Linked DNA regions of Mus musculus: region 2 is linked to region 1. A link is a contact called in public HiChIP or PLAC-seq data. All regions are on one chromosome and are shown on one strand. Each heading gives the region's core, a stretch centred on a gene start, on an enhancer-like site or on the middle of the called end of the contact. The rest is flanking DNA. Distances are from core to core; before and after follow the strand shown.

What was found. HiChIP or PLAC-seq counts read pairs in DNA pulled down with a chosen protein or histone mark.
Region 2: a contact with region 1 is called in an H3K4me3 HiChIP or PLAC-seq map of embryonic stem cells, with 32 read pairs. The contact joins the enhancer-like site here to the promoter of Atg5 in region 1. A contact is called at or near these places in 1 of 39 promoter capture datasets (3T3-L1-derived adipocytes), 1 of 484 Hi-C or Micro-C datasets (stem cell-derived germline stem cell-like cells), 4 of 115 datasets of contacts at active chromatin or transcription factors (the SCID.adh cell line and embryonic stem cells) and 1 of 9 other capture datasets (liver).

What each region holds. Positions count from the first base shown.
Region 1 is chr10:44,265,207-44,271,624 of GRCm38.p6, forward strand. It overlaps Atg5 (autophagy related 5), which reads left to right and starts at 3,133. Exons shown (of 8, transcript NM_053069.6): 1 at 3,133-3,378. It overlaps Gm40637 (a long non-coding RNA gene), which reads right to left and starts at 2,996. Exons shown (of 2, transcript XR_871625.2): 1 at 2,907-2,996; 2 at 2,536-2,755.
Region 2 is chr10:44,313,390-44,319,799 of GRCm38.p6, forward strand. Atg5 (autophagy related 5) reads left to right here. Exons shown (of 8, transcript NM_053069.6): 6 at 6,071-6,165. Among named protein-coding and RNA genes, the nearest start is that of Mir1929, 43 kb to the right of the region's middle. Within about 2 kb of position 2,077, at least 55 of the 459 cell types and tissues checked have an H3K27ac peak or open chromatin away from gene starts, as enhancers often do. A contact at or near this core is called in embryonic stem cells, where this site is marked.

The DNA of each region.
Region 1 (6,418 bases), core at 1,883-4,382:
TTGGGCCTTTTCTCATTTACCAGACTGCTAGCAGTATGTGTGAAGATCCCTTAAAACATATGTTTGAGGACAATTTAGCATCCATTGGATGACAGGGGATGAGAGGGTCACTGAACCTTTCGTTCCAGCATCCTGAGTAAAGGTCAGTGGCGGTCAGTAAAGTCAAACTAGAAATTCAGGTCGTCAAGTGAAAATCTAGAGGCCACGGCCGCAGGCAAAAGTAATTCAACCTGATACCAGGAATTTCCGGCCAGCTGCATGAGCCAAAAGGGTTTATGAATTGCCTTTGGTCCTATGTCCTAACTTGTAGGTAAGCCAGGAGGCCGGTCTTAAGAACCGGGGCAGAAGAGGCTGGCCAGGCACTATTTGGGCATCTAGGATCCCTCTTGCCAACCGGAAAACTCTTTACCAATCAATATGCCGGTGTGTGTTTGTGGGCTTCTGCAGTCTGGTAGCAGAAAATGTGGAACTGAGTGGTTGGTTTGGGCCCCTCTGACTGTGCCTGTAACCCACATGGCAGAGGCTGGGGACTGGGTCTTGAGTCGGGGAGAAAGCAGCCGGCCTGCAGTGGCTGAAGCAGAGGGGCCGCAGGTCATGCAGCCCTGGGTGGCTGCGCCACTGCTGGGGCCCAATGTGGGCAGGGGAGAGTAAGGGCCCAAAGTATCCTAGCAATACACTTGTGGCACATCCACCCAAGTCTCAGGCAGAGAAGCAGAGAGAGAGAAAGAGGCGGGAAGGCAGCATTTTGGAGCCAGATCCACCCCTCTCACATGGAGAATAGAGCCAAGGAGAGAGGGGAGGGCAGCAAGCAGGATCTGTGGCAGGGGCGGAGCCAAACTTGCTTTTCAGGCAAAGCAGCTGGAACAGCAGGCTGCAGATGAGAGGAGGTTAGGGGAAAGTCTAAGCTATAGCAGACTGACCCAAGGGCGAGACATGTGGGGGGTTCCCAGACCTGGCCTGGAATTCTCAGCCTCAAGAAAAAGGAGAGGGAAATCTCACCCAAGGGAAAGGATCTTCAAAAGAGGGGTAGTTCTGAGCTCAAGAAATCTTTTCTGGGGCCATGTAGATAGTCATGCTGACCAGTGGGAATGGGGGGTTTACCAGATCTGGGCTAGCGAACGAGCGTGGATCTCTTGCGGTAGCTGGGGTGGGATGCAAACCTGCAGAGTTTCTAGATCCGAGTCGCGATGCAAAAAGAGAAAGAGCTATTAAGGTATGTTCTGGCGGGGTGTGGGTGAAGGAGACACCTCAGCGGGCCCATGCCATGGCATCCTCCCCCCCCCCCCCCCCCAGAGACCACACACAGGCATAGCATAGAACGGAGTTTATTTAGGGCATGGGGAGGGGAGTTAAAAGGGTAGCAGAGACAGAGAGAAGGAGAGAGGAGAGAAGCAGAGGCCAGCCATGGCTACATGGGGGGTGAGGGTGGGGAATGGGAGCAAGGGGGCAAGACCTAAGAGAGAGGCAAGAGAGTAGGAGGGTAAGAGAGAGGAGGGGTCAAGCAATCCCTTTTATACTGGGCCAAGCCTATCTAGCTGTTGCCAGGTAACTGTGAGGAGGAGCATACCTGGCTGCTGGCAGGAACTGTGGGGGTGGAGTTTAGACAGAATTCCAACACACTCCACCTACTCAAAGCAGAAATCTCTACTATATTAAACTCAGTAATCAGTTACTAGCTGAAATCATACCTGGTCTAAGCACTGAAAATAAATGACTATTGTATGCTCAGCCATAAAAGGGACACCATCTCCTCCAAGGCTCAAGGAACCTCACAAAAGAAAGGTGTCAAACTCATGGGACAAGAGCAAGATCACTACAACAAAGTTTGAGGCAAATTTGGAGCAAGTTTTATTAAGTACTGGCCAGGACGTGGACACTGGTACAAGGTCCACACCCAGGATAACCAGAGAATGGCACCAAATTACATTAGGTGGAGCCTTATGAAGGCCAACCCAGCTTCTCCTCAACAGAAGTCTGACAAGACCCTCTTGGGTTTCTTCAGGTAACACTGCCTTTATTTAGATTCATGGCTCTAGCCAGGCTCTGCCGCTGCTGACAGAGCAAAGTGTCGTGGCAGAAATTCCAGTAGAGAAATTGAAGCAGAAGGATGGTAAATTCAAGGTCAGATCGGAGGATGGGGGTTAAAGAGTATCCATGATTATACATAGAGTTTGAGGTCAGTCAGCGTTGCACGAGAGCTTGTCTCAAACCCAAAAAAGGAGGAAGAAAGGAAAGAAAAAAAAAGGCTGGAGAAATACCTACAGATCAGTGTAGTTAAGAGTTAATTGTGCTCACTGATCTCGCAAAAGACTAAAATCATTTCCAGTGCCTGCACTGGGTGCCTCACAACTGCCTGTAACTGCAGCTCCCGGGGCTCCATTTACCATCTCTTAGGATCTAGTTGGACACCTCATCCTCTCCGGGTGGGGGAAGGAAAGAGAAGAGTAAGAGGGGAGAAGAGAAGGAGGAAGAGAAGGTGGAGGAGGACGAGGAGGAGGGTGTTAAAATGTTTGGTGAGTGAAGACCCAGATCAAGTACTCTTTACGTTTTGTTTTATTTTCAAAGCAATAAGAGTAGGAAAGGTACTCTTAGAGGTGAGGGAGGTTTTGGTACTTTTACCAACTGGGGTTAAATACAGCCACTAATGCCTACTGTGGTCCTACAGGAGTGGGGAGGTTCTACCGAGCAAATGAATGTGGTTTACCTTGAAAGCCGGGTGTGGTGGCTCACGTCTGCAGTTCTAGCACTTGGGAGACTGAGGAACACGAGATACCTAGTTAAGTCCCAGACTTGCAGCTTGATACCCCTGTCCTGACTCTAACCCAACTAAATTAAACCATCCCAACCACCCTTAAAAGTAAGGTTTTTACAATACTGTTTTGTGAGGAAGAGAAAAATGCTGCTACCACGGCAGCCGATGTCTCAGGATCCTTTATTTCTCTGTTCTTCCACAACTGTCACACTGACAACCGGGAACACCAACGACTGCGTTCTGTCCATCCAAGAAGAAAACCGGCAAACTCGTTCCGAGTTCAGGCGCTCCCTGTGTGTCTGCGCACGCTCAGGAGCAACTCAGGTCTTGCCAGGTTGGGCCGCGCTCGGAGGGCGGAGCGCTTGCCACGTGGTCTTGGTGACGTCATCTCCGGGCGCCGAGGGTGACTGGACCTACGGTGGGCGCCCGGCGCTGCGGTTCACTCTGGTTCCGAGGGCGGAAGTGCCCGTCGGGCTGTTTTCTGACCCGGGCGGCAGCACTGTGCGGCTGCGCGCGCACTGGGACTTCTGCTCCTGCGCCTCTGCAGGACAGTGTGATCCCGGCAGACAGAACCCGACCGAGCGGCTTTCGCGCTGCGGGAAGCCGGAGCAGAGCCGGCACCTCGGGTAGGGCTCATGTGTGTCCCGGGCGTGGAAGTGTGGGGCGGGAGTGGGACCGGGCAGGGGCAGGGGCTGCGGGCGAGCGGCCCGTGTAAAGAGCGCACCCGGAGGGATGGCGGGGGAGGCGGTGCCGCTGGGCGGAGGTGGGGTTGGCGAGACACCGGCCCGGGAGCCCTTGGGCAGTCTAGCTGTCCCTTTGGGTAGTTAGTATGTCAGTTCCTTACTAAGGTAGGAAATGTAGCATCGAGTCTGGAGCTCAAGTTAAGGACTTGCATTTTATTTAAATCGTAATTGTTTCGGTGCTTTTTGATTCTATCTAAACGCAGACTGTTTCTCTTCGATGCAGTTCTTTGAGTCTCAGTTTAATTTTAGTACTTAATACTAACAAATGCATTTTTCTGTTAGTAGAACACTTTCGTTTATTTAGTTACTTTGTTGAAATTGCTCTCAAAGAATATAAACTTGAGGAACCTAAGAATCTGGGTGGCATGTAGGTTTTTCTCCCAAAGCATGTAGCATTGTTTTCACTGAGAAAGCATAGCAAGTCTTCACTAGTCAGAACCCCAGGAGCAGTTGACTATCTAAAGCCTTCTAGAATTCACCTGATAAGTATCTTGGGTCCTTGATACCGAGTATTTGAGTCAGATGCAAATATTCTGACTTCATTAAAATTATTGTTTGAATTGAAATTTGAGAACAAGAACATTGGCTTTATGGTAGTTGTCTTGGCAGGTGAGAATGTTACACTAAGTTTAATTGTACTTTGAGCCCAGTTTTGTGGCCTGTACCTTTAATTCCAGCAGTGGAGGTGGGGTGAAGGCAGGAAAATCAGGAGTTTAAGGCCAGCCTTGGCTATTTAGTGAGTTTGCTGCAATCCTAGAGGGCATGGTACTCTTTGCAACACACAGACAACATCCTCCAAAGCCCAAAAACAACCTAGCATTTTTTGGCCCTGCATTGGATCTTGAGCAGCACAAAACCAAACTATAACCCGAAAACAAAACAAACCCCAACTGTGATTGCCCACGTTTCTAATCCTTGTGCTAGAGAAGCTGAGGAAGGAAGGTTGCTTTGGGTTGGAGGCCAGCCTGTACTACAGAGCAAGACTCTTGTCTCCGAAAAGAACACACAAACACACACACACAGCTTTAATCCCGGTCTGCATAGTGAGTTTTAGACTAATCAGAGTGACACAGTGAGCACCTGTCCCAAGGGGAAAAAAGTATTTTCCAGGTGATAGAAAGTTCTAGAAAAAGGATAAGCCAATGAAATGGAATGGGTAGGGGTGGTGGTGTGCATGGGAGATCTAGTGCTGTTCACAGAAAAGGTATGTGAGTGAGGCTAAGCTACATGGAAAGGCCATTGGAGCATACTAGCCAATTCCAGGGGCAAATAGGAGTGCTTAGAGATGAGACAAGGTCATTGTGGGACTTTGTAAAGACTTATTTTTTTTTTCCATTTTAATCATAAAGTGACCAGGTTTTGCCTGCATATCCATATGCCCATCATATTTATGCCTAGTGCCCATCAAGGAGTCTGCTAGAACTAGAGGTACTGAAGGATGTGAACCACCATGTGGGACTGAGAGTCAAACCCATGTGCTCTGCAAGTGCAGCCGGAATTCTTTACTGCTGAACCATCTATTTTTTACTTTTACTTTTTTTTTTTTTTTGAGACAGGGTCTCATTCTGTGGCCTTGTATCAGGCTGGACTTGAACTCATAGCTATCTGCTTGCCTCTGCCTTCTGAGGGCTGGGATTAAAAGTTCAGATTCCTTCCTTCCACCCTTCCTTTTCTTTCCTCCCCAACTCACTCCTTCGTCTCTTTGTCTCTCTGTCTCTGTACAGGATTTCTTTGTGTATTCCTGACTGTTCTGGAACTTGCTCTATAGACCAGGCTGGCATTGAACTCAGAGATCCACTTGCCTCTGCCTCCCAGAGCTGAGATTAAAAGCCTATACCACCACCACCTGGCTCTACTTTTAACTGTCTCTTTTACTGTTTTTTTTCAAATTGGTTTCTCGAAACAAGGTTTCTCAGTGTAACAGCCCTGGATGTCATGGACCTTGCCTTGTTGACCAGGCTAGCCTTGAACTCACAGAGATTGTCCCAAGCAAGAAGGTAGATACACATAGTATACAAAAGTTATATTTTATTACATAGTATACAAAAGTTATATTTTATTACATAGTATACAAAAGTTATATTTTATTACGCTGAGGGTCATTACACAAGGTTCACATTTAAATTCCTAACTATGGTCCTAAGCCTATCTTCACCAAAGCTGCTCACCTGTTCCACCTATCTTAGCTGAAAGTCAGGTCCAGTCTCTAACAGAAGTTTCTGATTGAACAGTCAGCATCCTTGGGGAGACTCTACAGCCACCAAACAGATCACAGTGGCATCTCTCCAGAATTACAGAGCAGAGCATTGCTCTTGGTCTCTGCTTATATACCATCTTATGGGCATCCTGGGGTTCTAGGACTGTGTCTGGTTATCTTGAGTAAGAGATGTAACTGAGTTCTTGGTGTAATGTCTAAAAGGCTTTTTTTCCTCTCTCTCTCTCTCTCTCTCCCTCCCTCCCTCCCTCCCTCCCTCCCTCCCTTTCTTCCTTTCTTCCTTCCTTCCTTCCTTCCTTCCTTCCTTCCTTCCTTCCTTCCTTCCTTTTTTCCTGTGCTCATTACAGGGATCTACTTGTCTCTGCCTCCCAGGTGCCTGGCTTCTAATTTTTATTTTTAATGAGATAAGTTTGAGTCAGGAGCAAATTGAGCTAAGCTGAGTTTTACACTGATTGCCGTGTTGGCTGCAGAAGTGGTCAGAGTGGCTTGAGTCTGGTGTGGTTGCTGCTAAACTGGAGTAGTCAGGTATGGAAGAATGGTTAGGGATGATTGTAAGATGTATGGGCAGAACAACAGACTAATGGGGTTTCTGCTTCTATAGTGGAGGAGGATGTGGCAGTGGGAGAGAGGAAGACCTGAGGTCAGCATCAGTTGTGCAGGTGTTAAACTTCCAAATGACAGGTCCATTGTGCAGGAAAACACTTGTCA
Region 2 (6,410 bases), core at 827-3,326, 47 kb after region 1:
AACACATGGTGGATCAGGTCATGAGATTCAGTCTGTACTTTGTACAGGAACACATTTAGATAATCAGAGATGGCTCCATAAGTCTTTTTAAGGACCTTTATTTCTCTCCTCTTCTCTTCTCTTCTCTTCTCTTCTCTTCTCTTCTCTTCTCTTCTCTTCTCTTCTCTTCTTTCTTTCTTTCTTTCTTTCTCTCCTCCCTCCCTCCCTCCCTCCCTCCCTCTCTCTCTCTCTCTTTCCTCCCTCCTCCTCCTTCTTCCTTCCTTTCTCCCTTCCTTCCTCCCCTCTTTCTTTCTTTCTTTCTTTCTTTCTTTCTTTCTTTCTTTCTTTCTTTCTTTCTTTCTTTCTCTTCTCTCCTCCCTCCCTCCCTCCCTCCCTCCCTCCCTCCCTCCCTCCCTCCCTCCCTCCCTCTCTCTCTCTCTTTCTTTCTTTCTTTCTTTCTTTCTCTTTTTTTGGCTAGACATGGTAGCCAATTTCATTTAATCCCAGCACTCCTGCACATATGTACACACATACCCATAAACATAGACTTAAAAAACAATAAGCCAGCCAGGTATGGTGGCACATGTCCTTAAACCAGCACTTAGGAGGCAGAAGCAGGTGCATCTCTGAGTTTGAGGCCAGCCTGGTCTACACAGTGAGTTCCAGGACATTCAGGGCTACAGAGAAACCCTGCCTCCAAATAAATAAATACATACATACATATATAAATACATAAATAAAACCATAAATTGAGCAAATAGGTTAATAAATACTAAGTTTTGAGGCAGGGATGATGGTTGTGATGAGAACTGTCTTCCATATGCTTCATCTTTGAACACTTGGTTCCCAGTTGGTGGCACTGTTTGGGGATGGTCAGGTGGTTCAACCCTGCTGGAGGAATCATGTTGCTGGGGACAGACAGATGTTAAGATGATGTAGCCTCACCCAGCTTCCAGTTGCTCTCTCTGGTTCATGCTTGCCTTTGAAGATTTGAGCTCTTCACTACCATGTGGCTACTGGCTGCCATGCCTCCTCCTCATCCTGGACTCTTGCCCCCTGGAACCATAAGCTCAGAGAGACTCCTTCTTCTGTAAGTCATTTCTGGTCATAGTGTTTCATCACCACAGCAGAAAAGCAACTACTCACTACTCAGGCTCTCATGTGTAGTCCTGGGGCCTGGACCAGGCTGGCCTCAGACTCCCTAGTCATTTCTACCTCCTAAATGCTGCATTAAATCACACTTGCCTGGTTTATTTGTCAAATTATGTATATGTTTGTAGATCTGCATGTGGGTATGTGCATTTGCGTTCCAGTGCCCATAGAGGCCAGAAAAGGGTATTGGATACCCTCACCTAACATTCAGGTGGTAAGTTCTGGGAGTAGAATTGCGGTTCTCTGGAAGGACAGTGTGCACTTCTTACCGCAGAGATTACAGGAAGATGTGACTCTGGGTGAAGACCATTCTTTCAAGTGTTGTAATGTGAACACACAAGAACAACAACATTTGTTACTAGCCTGTGATGAAAGTTTTGATGTTTGAATCTTCAGCTTTCCGGTAAATTTGAAAGAAATACTTTTTCATAAGAGCACTTGCAGTTCTTCTGAAGGTCATGGTAAACATGAAGTAAACTTGGTGTCTGTCTGATTACTTTTTCTTTCAGTACTATCATGATGAATATGTGTTCTTACCATTTGTACTTTGTAGAAGAAACTGAAGGACAGTTGTAAAAGCATCGTGCTTGGGCCTGGGGAGATGGGGAGATGGCTCAGTGGGTAAGAGCATGCTCTGTAAGCACCAGGTCTTGAGTTTGAATCCTAAGAGCCCACGTTAAAAAACAAACAAAAAGCAAACAAACAAAAAATCTTGCCTGCAACTCCATTGTGGGGTGCAGAGAGGGGTGCAGAGACAGGAGGCTTGCTAGGGCTTATGACCTCTGAAGGAGTTCCAGGTTCAGTGAGAGGCCCTGTCTTAAGAATAAGGGTGAGAAGTGCTTGCTGATAGAAGCCTGGTATGGCTCTCTCCTGAGAGGCTCTGCCAGACTGAGCTCTGGGGTCCCGGATGGAGGAGTTGGAGAAGGAACTGAAGGAGTTGAGAGGATTTGCATCTCCATGGAGGGAGCAACAGTGTCAACAGACTAGACCCCACCCCCTCCCCGGGAGCTCCTGGGGACTGCACCACCAACCAAAGAATAACACGGAGCTGCCCATGGCGCTGGCCACATATGTGGCAGAGGGTGGCCTTGTTGGATGTCAGTGGGAGGAGAGGCCCGAGGGCCTGAGAGGGTTCAATGTCCCAGTGTAGGGGAATGCCAGGGCAGGAGGATGGGAGTGGGTGAGTTGGGGAGCACCCTCATAGAGACAGGGGGAGGAGGGGAAGGATAGAGGGTTTACGATGGGGAGACCTGGAAAGAAAACATTTGAAATGTAAATAAAAAAAAATCCAAGGGGGGAAAAAAAGAATTCGGTAGAGAGGGTTCCCGCAGGGTGCTGGGATGTGAGAACACGTGTGCCATGTCTCACACAACACACCTCAGTTGTCCACTGGCTACAATCATAGGCATGTACCACCATGCAGGGTTCACGGACAGATAATGTTCTGGATAAGCGCTTCTGGGTGCTTTGTTTTGGTTTTGTTTTGTTTTGTTTTAATTTTAAACTGATGAGTGTCTGCAAGGACCATCATTACAAACTTCCGGTATAAAGACACCTGGTTGCACCTTCTCTTAGCGCTGCTGTTCTTTGACTTTTATTCATATCTTTTAATAACTATAAAAATAACTCTAGCTGGGTGTGGTGGCGCATATCTGTAATCCTAGCACCTGGGAGGCAGAACCTGGAGTGTTGGTATAAGTTAAAGCCCAGCTGGCCTACCAGTGGAAAATACAGATTTTATAAGGATGTTTAAGAGTAATTAATACAGATTCTTTGTGGTTTTAGTTTTTCATTACATTTAATGTGTGTGTATGTGTGCATGTGTGTTAGAAGGAAGAAGAGAACCTGCAGGAGTTGGATTTTCTCCACAGTGTGAGTCCCGGGATGGAGCTCAGGATTTCATTCAGTCTTGGTGACTCATCAGGCCTGCTCAGGAGGCAGAAACCACGCAGTAGACTGAGTGGGTAAATGTGTAAGTCTTATAGAGAGTGACTGTTAGTTATGAGGAAGCTCTGTGTGCTACTTAGGGCTGGGAGGAGAAAAGCCACACCTGGGGTTCACCCTCAGTTGAGGAGTGTAGTTAGCACCCTGGGTTAGAGAAGCTCATCCCGGTATCCAGGCCCAAGTGAATCTGTAACCCACAAGTAGCTGAGTAACAGTAGGGACCCAGAAGGCCCTTTAGGGCCTCCACTGTTTATAGAAGCTTTCCGTGTGCTGACATCCGCGTGCCTGAGAAGACTGCACAGCTGGCCATATGACAGGAGTGACGTCTCCTTTACTGTCTTTAGCCTAGTGACTCTGATCTTTCTCGTGGCCGTTGGGAACTACAGAGGAGCCTTTCGCTTAGCAATCTCAGCACACTCTGCTGAGAAGTCTGTTAAATGGTTGGTGTTGTAAGACCCGGCCATACTGTAGTGCATAAGTTAAAGCGTGAATTGGAAGCTAGGGTGGGTGGGGCTCCTTTCTCTTAGTTTGCTTATCATCTTTCAGTACCCTGTGACTGGTTTCCTTCCATCAGCATTTTGGGTCAACATAGTTACTTGGCGGAGCTGTCCTATGTATTGTAGTATGTAGCAGTTTTCCTGGCTTCCATCCACTAATCTCTAGGCATACAGACAAGTTTTGACAATAATGTCTCCAGACAGTTACCCAATCTCTCCTGCAGTCTTAAATCTTCCCTAGTTGAGAGTTAGTCTATTTTCTGGGTTTTTTTTCTCTCCCTCTCCCTCCTGTTGGAATCCGAGTAAATCTATGTTAATGTAGACTTGCTTTGGGGATTTGCTTTGCAGCGTCTTGAGTCAGGATCTTGGTATTCTAGCTGCCCTGGATCAAGGTAGCCACAAGCCTGTAATGATGATCCTCATGCCTTTGTCTCCAGCTCTGCTGGAGGGCTTTTTGTTTGTTTGTGACAGGGTCTCAAGTAGCCTAGGATGCCCTCAAACACACTATGTAGCCAAGGCTAGCCTTGGAATCTTGATCATCCTGCCTCTACCTCCCATGAGTTTTGATTATGGAAGTGTGCCATCATGCCCGGGAGCCACAGTAAGGGGAGCAGTTCTGTCCCCAAAAGTTTTCCTCTGACCTCACATGTGCAGTGTGGCATGTGTGCCTCTATTTATATATTCACACATGCTATCATACACAATAATAAATTAAAACAAATTAAAACTTTGAGCATTTCTCCAGAGATGTCTCCAAGTACATAAATGGCCTTGCAAGCACATGTACAGATACTCAGTTATTACAGAAATGTAAATCCCAACCACATTCCATTCCTATCTTGTACTGACTAAGAAGTCCATATAAAAAACAAAATGCAGCCGGGCAGTGGTGGTGCACGCCTTTAATCCCAGCACTTGGGAGGCAGAGGCAGGCGGATTTCTGAGTTCGAGGCCAGCCTGGTCTACAGAGTGAGTTCCAGGACAGCCAGGACTACACAGAGAAACCCTGTCTCAAAACAACAACAACAAACAAAAATGGCCAGACATGGTGGCACACACCTTTAATCCCAGCGCTTGGGAGACAGAAACAGATGGCTGTCTATGAGTTTGAAGCAAGCCAAAGCTGCATAGTGAGACTGTCTCTCAAAAAAACAAGCAGGGCAAAAATGACTAGTGCTGGTAGTGGCAAACATGGATTTCAACTCTTTGACCTTGCTTGTGGGAACGGAGAATGGTTCCACTTTTGAAAATAGTTTGGCAGTTCCTTAGAATATTTACCAAGTAACAGTTAAACGGCTTTGCCATCCGACATAGAGATTTCACTCTTGGGTCCACCAAGTGAATTGAAAACATTCATACAAAACATGTACGCTGATGTTCTTAGTAATGTGATTTACGATAGCCAAAAGTAGACCTGACTCAAATTTTGTAAGTCAACACAGTTTTGTAACTCTATACCACTGAATGCTTATTGCATCATAAAAATAACTGAAACTTTTAAGACTACATATCACAAGAACAAACTTTGAAAACATCATACTGTGCATGTGTGTGTGCATACATGTGCACAGAGCAAATGTATAAGACCACATACTGTATGAATGCATTTGCAAGAAAATGACCTTTGAATGTACTTAGAAAAGTGCTAGACTCTCTACAGTCTATGATCTGCAAAGTATAACTTAGTACCGTTTTAACTGAACCTAAAAAAAAAAAAACCTTTAAAGTGTAATCAGTATGAAATTGAGCTGCAATTGACATTTCACACATGCACGTTCTAGATATTGTTACCCACCCTCTCTCCCCCATGTGCTGTGAATTGAGTCCAGGGCTTTGTACACTTTAAGCAAGCCAATTCAACCAGGGGATTACATCCATCCCTGCTTGACAGCCCCCACCCCGTATGTGTGAGTGGAGAGCTAGGGAACGCCTGGAGACAAAGTCCTTCATTGCCTATAGAGTGCCAGTTAGGCCAAGTGCCTGGCCCGGGCACAGGCAATGTCTCTTCCTCTCTGGTGCTGGGATTAAAGTGGGCACCACCACACCCGGCATTTTTGCATAGGTTCCAGGAGGCTGAATTCAGGTTCTAGTGCTTTCAAGGCAGGTTCTATACAGACTTTGCCCTAACACCAGGTTCCACATTTCTTTAAGCTCTTCTACACTGTTGTAATATAAGTGCTGACTAATATTTAAATCGTGCAAGTTTGTTCTTACATAGATTAGCAGCAGAGGTTAGACCAGAGGCAATCTGTCTCTACTGCTGGCCTTTGCCTTGATAACAGAAGTAGTCCCATACCTGTCGAGGGTTTATCTTGAGAGGAAAAAAAAGATGTTAAAGATTAATTTCATATCTTCCTTTTGTTAACATTAAGAGAAAAAATTGTAAACACTGTCTTAATGCTTCTCAGAAACTTCTGAGTGGCTAAGACTTTACTGTCTTTTTATGAGCTAATCTGTTATGATGTTCATTCTTAATAACAGACTTTATATCATTTCAGACAGATTTGACCAGTTTTGGGCCATCAACCGGAAACTCATGGAATATCCTCCAGAAGAAAATGGATTTCGTTATATCCCCTTTAGAATATATCAGGTAGGAAGTAACATTACGAAAAATGTTTTTGAAAGCTTTAGACATCATTTTGAAGCACTGTGTCTAGAACCCTTCTGTCTGAATGGGAACTTACTAGTATCTGGGTTTGCATCAGGTTTTCTAGCTCCGTCTTTTGCTGGTAGTAGAATTGGAGGTTGTGTTGCAGTGACTCATAGTTGCTACTGGTTATGTCCAATGTTCTTGCTGATTCGTCTACCTGCTACAGTTTACCTGTAACCCTGAGA